Regions from separate parts of the Larimichthys crocea genome. Here region 2 is linked to region 1. Evidence: chromatin contacts called from public Hi-C data. All regions are on one chromosome and are shown on one strand. Each heading gives the region's core, a stretch centred on a gene start, on an enhancer-like site or on the middle of the called end of the contact. The rest is flanking DNA. Distances are from core to core; before and after follow the strand shown. Region 1 holds the start of mmp16a (matrix metallopeptidase 16a (membrane-inserted)). Region 2 holds the start of LOC104918179 (cyclic nucleotide-gated cation channel beta-3-like).

Region 1 (4,211 bases), core at 780-3,279:
ATGTACACTGTTGGACATGTCTTGCAACAGAGGCTGGCTCATATTGAAAATCATGGGTTTTGACATCTGACTGGCCCAGAGTTTAAGTTATTTTGGTCTTCTTTTAAGGGAAACTATCCAAGATATATCAACTGAGGACAAAAAAAACATACCCTTTTTACAATCTCTCAAACTTTCTTCCTCTTGTCTTTTTTTTTTTTTTTTTTTTTTTTGCCATGTGATTTTGGACATTAAACTGAATAACCTGTAGCATCTGGACTAAATCTGCTCCCTGCCTTTCTGCTTTTCCAAAAGGGAACAGTGCGGCATGCCAAGCTTGCAAATCATGTGGATATGTGGATGTAGGATTTTAAATGACTGTCAGTAGACATGCCAGGATGTTCCTGTGTGGTGTCTCTGTGATGTGTGTGTGCAGCCAAGTGTGAGAGACAGCGAGAGGGGTTGCGGTGTAACACTTTGATAGTCTTATGCATTCAACTTTGGCTAAACAGCACTGGAAATAACAGAGGATGTAAAAAAAATAATAAATAAATAAAAAAAGAAGACACATGCGCCCTTTGATAAAAACCCAAATGTGTCTCTTTAACATGAGTGCTCGCTCTGCAGAATCTTAAAAGAAAGAAAAAGGTAAAAAAAAGAGTAAACACTGATTCTTTTTAGGGGCTGATTGAGTGTTAAAGTTTATTGGCGTAACACTTGTAGCCTGAGGGCTTTTAACAATCCATTAAGTTGGGATATCAGATCGGAATAAAAGCTCCATTTGAAAAGAAACCTTTTTTTTTTTCCCCTCCCCTGTTAAAATCTCATCTAGCTGCTCACATTGTTGTCTGTGAACCCATGAGATCTCTTTCTGGAGAATTAAGCCTCTGAGCATGTGGTGCTTTTTGTTGTAATGGCACATGTGATATTATCTGAACACTCTCAAGTGGAGGTTCTCGTGTTCTGTCTTAAAAACGAAAAAGTTCTGGCTGTGGGACCCATTCTGAATATTCGCTCCATTGACTGAAGATTTTTGTTGACTCAGTATTGAATTACATGGGTATGTAGAGTTTATATAGGAAGATAACATGACTTAAACTAGTCATGTTGCCTTCACTGTCCATTGGGGACATTTCAAATCATATTAAAGTGAAAAAAGGCAACTTTTCTTTTTTAATATTAGCCCGCTTTGAGAACATAAACAAACCCAGATATGAAATATGATCATGTGGAGGTGCATATTTCATCCAAATGATCAAAAATTCAAATTCAAAAGTGGAGAAAAAGGATGGAACAACCCAGCTGGGCATCTCACAAAGACCCCGTTGTTAGTCAAACATCAACACAGACTAAAACATGGGCAACAATGTGCCTTAAATACATTATTCTCTGGAAAGAAGATATAAATAATGCATGTTAACAGGAGGGGAAAGCACGTTTTCTTTTCCTTTATTTGAATGGTGTCATGTCAACAACAACAGTCCCGGTTCTTACCTCCACACTGAACGGCTGCTCCTCTCCGTTCACGGCACATAAAATCCACAGCAACAACTGCAAGCATAACGTCCCCATACAGCAGCTATTAAGACATCTCCTACTGCGGACCGCCAATAAAACCATAGTGGACCCCGCTGTTGTGTTGTCGCTTATTGTCTCGGAGCACTTTTATTTACAGTCGGTACAAACAAACGCACAACGGGGGCGGGGGGGTGTAAATCCTAGACGTTTAGCAGCAACATAGCTGATGTGTCGGTGTCTCTGTTGCGGTGCCGAAAGCAGAGGAGCGGAGAGGGGAAGAAGGGGAGGGAGAGTCGGGAGCGGATACGTCGACCGCTCCGCCGCTGCTGCTGCTGCTGCTGCTTTCGCCGCGGTTACAGGAGGAGGTTATCCCCGGGGAAAAAGTCGCTGTTAACGCCTGTCAGCAGCCTCCCGGTCCTGCAGTCCCCGGGTGAGTCCTCCGGTACACCGGCCGTTGTTCCAAGCGGACGCGTCCAGCTCGTTTTCTGCACCGCGCGGCATAGCTGCCCGTTTTCAATCGTGTTTCCCACCGAATGCGCATGCGCGGACTGGCACGAGCGCCCCCCCCTATCCCACTCCTGATCCAAATCCTGAAAAAAAAAAACATCCAGTTTTTGTTTGACATGTTTTTCACATGGATGCTGCTTATTCTTCTTTTAGTACATTATAGCTTATTTATTCATGTAAATTAACACATTATAGCTTATTTATTAATAAATAAACACATTATAGCTTATTTATTCATGTAAATGAACACATTATAGCTTATTTATTCATGTAAATAAACACATTATAGCTTATTTATTCATGTAAATAAACACAAAAATAACAATCACATTATATGATTTTACCTTTGTAAGGCAGGTCCAGTGTTAGTTTGCCATTGAATATAAACACATCATCTGATTATAACTTTGGGAAGAAAAGCAGAGTGTAGCTCACGCTCACTTTATGCCATAATTTAAACCTTGGAGTGCAGGTAAATGTTTCAGAAAAGTGCTGAATCTGCCTTATTCTAGGTATTTTTTATGAACTAAACATTGGTGAAATGTTTGAAAATGACGTTAATAACAGCCTAAATCATCATTTTCCTGACATAAACGTTTCAGTGTTCAGAACAAGAACAAGAAAAATGTACATCTTTATATTTCTGTGTGATTTTTTTATATTTATATATTTATATCTACAAACATAAACTGCATGTTGAATCACTGTATTTCTGTCTGTGTGTGGGTTTTATCTACTGTATTCTATAAATCCACTAGAGGGCGATGATGAGGCTCAGAGGTTATTTCAAATTCCCACAACCCCTCAGTGTGAGTGAGTCCTCCACGGTACCCAGAAGTCTCTTGTGTGTCTCAGCACTGTTTCCAGTAGGTGACGATGATGCCATTGATTGTCAATGCAGTTCCTGTAGAGTAGCTGATGCATTCAAGCTTTCAAGATCCTGCTTTTACAGGCAAACCCTTCATCATGGTCGCATCATCTTTACATGTATAAATACTCTTGCGATTGTATGCTTCATTAAGTGACATTAAAATATGTGATGTAAGTGCTGTTGCCTGGTAAAAAGAACAAGAAGACATAATACACAAACATAGATGTATGCGAAAGCCTCTCTCTAATCTCCTCTGGTAATCGAGAAGGGTCATATCTAATGAGCCAGATCAATGACTTAGACTAACTCAAAAGGAGTGGTTGTGTGTAAAACTGTGTGTGTGTGTGTGTGTGCCACAGGAAAGTTAGGTGAGCCGCACCATTAGCCCATTGATGAGGTTTCAATTTGCACATACACCTCAGCGACTTCCTCTGAGGAATTCTCACCGATCACACTAAATGGAAAAACTCCATTTAAAGTTTTGAAAAACATCAGCAGCAAGAATACGAGTGTGTAGCACAGTTTGACCTCTGTGTGACACAGGAGTCTTGAGTTTCTATGGGACACACTGTCATACTGCAATGATAAAAGCAAACATTTTCATGCCCACTGCAGATCATAACAGCACTACTAATAATACACATGCAAATTCATTGTACAAATCAATACAGTACACGTTGTCTGACACTCTGAGGCTGACATGCGAGTCCATCACGACTTGCAAAGGATATAGGATGCGGTGTGCTCTGAGATCTGCTGACTCACACAGTCATTAGTTCACACTGTGAGTATCAAGGCAGATTGCAGACTTATGAATTGTTCATTTACTATTTGAACAGCTGAGCCCCTTTAAGAACTGCAGTGATTTATGAAAGGCAAGAAGTGACACTAAAAAAAGACACTAAATTCACCTTGGGATTCCCCAGTAGATCGTGATTTAAGTTTATGGGACAAGATCTCATTTGTTCTCAGATGAGATCATGCTAATGTCCTCCTCTCATTCAATGGTGTGTGTGAAAGTATAAATGGCTTGGAAACCAGTAAAATTTCTCTGTAGACATTCGATTAATTTCTGCATTCAGCCTGGAAACTTTAGACATCTGTACACTGTTGCTTGTTAACACAAAGCGTGGAATTTTAGACGGCAACAATTTGCAGTAATAATGCTAACCCAGACTACACAAAGTTAGCTCTACAGGGCGACTGTGAATTGTTTTGATGGTCCATTATTCCCTGGATAGTCAAAGAATGTTATATTGGACTGAAAGCCCATTTGTCTGACAATCCCGGTTAGGTTTAGACACTAAAACTTCTCAGTTTAAGAATGGTTCATTGT
Region 2 (4,211 bases), core at 860-3,359, 170 kb before region 1:
TCATCCCTCTGTTTATGCATCTTGTGCCGAGGGATAAAGATCTCACACATGCTGCACTCATCTCTTAGGTCTCTCTGCCATCTTGCCAGGGAATCTGATTACTGATTACCACTGATTCCAGTGTCCATTGGGTGATTATTTTGATACTGGTTTGTGTTGTAAGTGTTTTGGCAGACGTTGTTTCTGCTAAGCTAAAGTGGGATTTATGTCATTGTGATTGTTGCTTAAACAATGAAACACAAGTGGCTAGGGTGCTGCCCTACCCTTCAGGTTCAGCTTGGTCAGGGTTAGCTGGGGCTGATGTAGGAGCTGGAGCTGGAACAGGGGCCGGAGCAGGGGCCGGAGCAGGGGCAGGGGCTGTTGCTAGATTTGATTTTAAAAGGGGGAACAATGTTAATTAATCTTTACATCTCATGTAGACATGATCTTTGTAATGCATGCAAAGACTACAACTCCCACAAAAACGACAGAAACCACATTATACACATTATACAATAACTACTATTATACATATTACTACTTTTTAAGTTTTAAGCACTTTGTAACTCTACATTTGAAGTTGTCTTACAAACAGTGTCCTATATTGTTAAAAAGGGAACTATTTGGCATTTTTTAAGTTCAAGAGTAAAGTTCTTGGGTTTAAAAGTTCCTTGAAGAACAGTGCCCACCAAATGATTCTATGTAGCTCATGTGGCTATAAAATATGAATAACTTTAAAAGGAATTATAATATGGTAATGTTCAAGAATCTATCTGAGCTGCATTGTTTAAATAAAATACAAAGTGTGTATAGACTGAACAGAAGTTATGACTGTGATTCATAATGTCCATAAGACCATTGATGTTACAACTGGAGGATAGTTCAGGAGTTTTCTGAGGGTATAATCAGCTGCACTGGGGGACAGGACCTAAACGAATGACTTACCCATTGAGTTTGCTGCAGGACAGGTGTCTGAACAAAGAGCCCCACAATCAACAAGCTGCTGAAATTCAATTTATCTTATAGACCTCAGACTGCAGGGACAATTAAGTTTGGACCAAGACAATAAGGTGAGGACGAGCTGACCAGGGCTGAAATGTTCATATTGATAAGCTGTCAACAAATGACACAAGTCAATGTGTGCCATTTGTGTGCCTCTTTGTTGACGTAATGATATGATTTTCTTCTTTATCAATATCTCCACACACAAAGCTGATTACAGCCTTTTTAAAGCTCCACGTGAAACTTACAACGTATTCCTGAACTCCCCGTAAGACCCCGAACAGCCTGGGATACTGTTTTAACGTCAGCCTGTCTGACACGACGCAGAACAAAAAAGGACATCCAGTAATTTAGTAACAAGTGAGTGATGGCTTACCCTGCGGTTTGTCCGCTGTCTTGGCCTCATTCTCCTTATCGGCTGGCTTCTCATCCTACACCACAAATCAACATTTCACAAAGTCAGATGCTCTGCTTCATTAGTCAAACCATGGTCATTAGAGAGACATTTTAATTTAGAGAGCTTTTTTTGTGTGAACAGAACAGTGAATTTAGCCTTTGACAAATGACTTGTTTGCCTTTTAAAAAACAGACTGCATTTGAGATGAATAGAATTCAAAAGTGCCTGTTGGGTAATGAGTGATTTCAATAAAGTCCGTGTAATGAAACAATTTCATTTGATTCTTTGTTGGCAGGAGTACTGAGCAAATTGAATGGATGGGGGAGCCGATAAGAAGCCGCTGCTGTGATCCCAGGAGAAACAAATGTAACCAAACTTGCTGTATCACAGGCTGGATGGGATATATAATTGTTTCTGTGGTCATGCTTGATTTGGGACTTGGATTCTGCTGTTACTGGCACGTGTTGAACAATATGAAGCTATTGAAAGCTTGTAAGAGCATGACAGGAAAATCTAATACCCTTTAGGACATTAGATAGATAGTAATAACAATATTTTACAGCTGTGAATATACAACACACTGTTTTCTAGCTTCAAACAAGTCTTACCTTAGCAGGAGCTGGACCAGGAGCTGGACCAGGAGCAGGAGCTGGATCAGTGGTTGCGCTGGTGGTCCCAGAAGTAGCTGGCATCTGTGGGCCACTCAAGAGGCCCTTAAACTTGCCAAACATGTCTAGAAACCTAAAGGTGCTAAAGGCTGCTTTGCCGTCTACAGCTTACTATGTAGTGACTCCTAAGGAGCTGAAAGGTCCCCCTGCTATGACTGCTTTTAGCAGCACTAATACCCTTGCACAAAGAAAAGCCCCCACCATTATTAGTAACCTCTAAGTCCATGACCATCTCATATAAGATCTCGAGAGGCTTATAGGTGACCACTAAAGCTGGACTAAAATAATCATGGATACATAATACATGTGTGTGAATACACACTGACTACTTTAACCTTCTGGAGTATGAGCAACTGTTTTTTGCTTTTGCTGTGTTACACATGACAAATAAATCTGAAACTTGAACTTATAGTTATAGCGCTTGTAGTCAGTAAAAAGGTTTCCACTATACTTATGTCGGGACCATTGCTCAACCCACATCTTGTTGAATATATGACGCCACATACAAGATTGTTTAATTATAGTGAAATAAACAAACAAAAAATAAATTAGTTTCACGTTGTATTCCAAAATGTAGTTAAGTACCCTGGCTGGTCTTCTTAATTTAGTAATTTTTATTAAAGCCTTGAGACCTAGCAAAATTTTTCAGGGCTTTCTTCGACATTTAACTAAAGGATGAAACTTTGCAATCCTCTTCTTTCCCACCTATTTTAGCACACTGGTATTGGTGAATCTAAGTCCTATTGGACTTAATTCAATAACAATTTTCTTTTGTCACGAAAGTGGTGTTACCGACAACAATTTTCCTCAGCTCTAGAAACAGCTGTCCTTGGAGGAACTTGTCAATATTTAACAATAAAAGCACATTCCCTCTTAGAGGTCAAATATGATTGACTGACAAAACGTATCTTTATTAAGTTGTATTAATAATCGATACAATTTTCTTATAGACACATTTATATTTTACGGCAAATCATTTTTAAAAAATATAAGATATGGCTCCCCACTGTGTGAAACCATCCAAACTAGTCGTGCCATCCGCATGGCCTTGCACATACATCTTGTGCACATGCTTGTGGCACAAGATACAAACTGAATAGGGGCCCACTCCTTGACTACATACGATTATGTACGCTATATAAAAAGCTCTGCAAGGTGACTCCATGTTCAGCTAGATCTGAAAAGTTGTCATACATGTTTTCTCTTTGTAGTAATGTACTAGTACATATCAGTAATTCACACTACGTAGACTCCACATTATGAACACATTAAGGTGACATAATCAGCATGATACACATAGGGGGAGGCTGTAAGCATGGTTATTTACGCTCATAAATCTCTCCATTGTCATTTTCATTATCTTTGCATATTTTGCTGTTTTCATTTAGCCCTTATCTCAGTTAGACACTCATGCGCTCGCTTGTCGTTAAGAATAAAATTGCACCACTATCGCCCACCCACACAGCCCATATTCTGCTGTTCCATGCCTCTTGTCACGCTGGGGAACGACCAACGAAATGCCACAGTGATGATGCAGACGGGGCCTGACTCAGCTGTGGGCTTCGTGTAATGTATCTCCGAGTGTTCTCAAGGACCATTGACTTGTCTGGGGCAGAAGAGAGGAGAGGATGAGTGGAGGAGGAAGCAGTGGCGATGCACTTTTTCAAGCCTCTCCATCTTTCCGCTGTCCGGCGATGCAGGGAGATAGGTCATTAGATCCTCTCCATCTCTTCCATTAATCTAATTAGGCCTTTGGGGTTGGGCCTAGCCCCTGACATTGCTGTGAAAGAGCTCGATAAAAAAAAAAGAGCAAAGTTTGTGCACTGTGCACTCAGGGAAAAAAGAAGAAGAAGAAGAAGAAGAAGAAAATCCTTCAATGTACTTGTTTTCTGTATGTTGTCCAAACATGGTACATGAATCATGCAAAATAGAAAAAAAAGTGATTAAAAGGAGATGAATGACTGCAATTGCAATCATACTAGATTGAATCCTGATCTTTCTCCTGCTCACACACACACAGTCTCCACACTGCCCTGTCCTCAGGATGTAGACAACATCTCAGTTTCACCTGTCAGTCAGTGGCAGAATGACAACACACCTTGACAGTGGAACAGCCGGAGGTAAATTTATAGCACAAAGTGGAGGAGGCTGAATTCTCTGGTGGC

The links. A called contact is a pair of places that touch in the nucleus more often than the background predicts.
Region 2: a Hi-C map of muscle shows a contact between it and region 1, with 3 times the contacts expected there. The contact joins the promoter of LOC104918179 here to the promoter of mmp16a in region 1. A contact is called at or near these places in 2 of 7 Hi-C or Micro-C datasets (both in muscle).

Annotation. Positions count from the first base shown.
Region 1 is chrXXIII:15,444,739-15,448,949 of L_crocea_2.0, reverse strand. It overlaps mmp16a (matrix metallopeptidase 16a (membrane-inserted)), which reads right to left and starts at 2,029. Exons shown (of 11, transcript XM_019274849.2): 1 at 1,474-2,029. The coding sequence starts at 1,599.
Region 2 is chrXXIII:15,618,559-15,622,769 of L_crocea_2.0, reverse strand. LOC104918179 (cyclic nucleotide-gated cation channel beta-3-like) reads right to left here and starts at 2,109. Exons shown (of 19, transcript XM_027274420.1): 1 at 1,987-2,109; 2 at 1,358-1,412; 3 at 1,230-1,294; 4 at 264-363. The coding sequence starts at 2,109.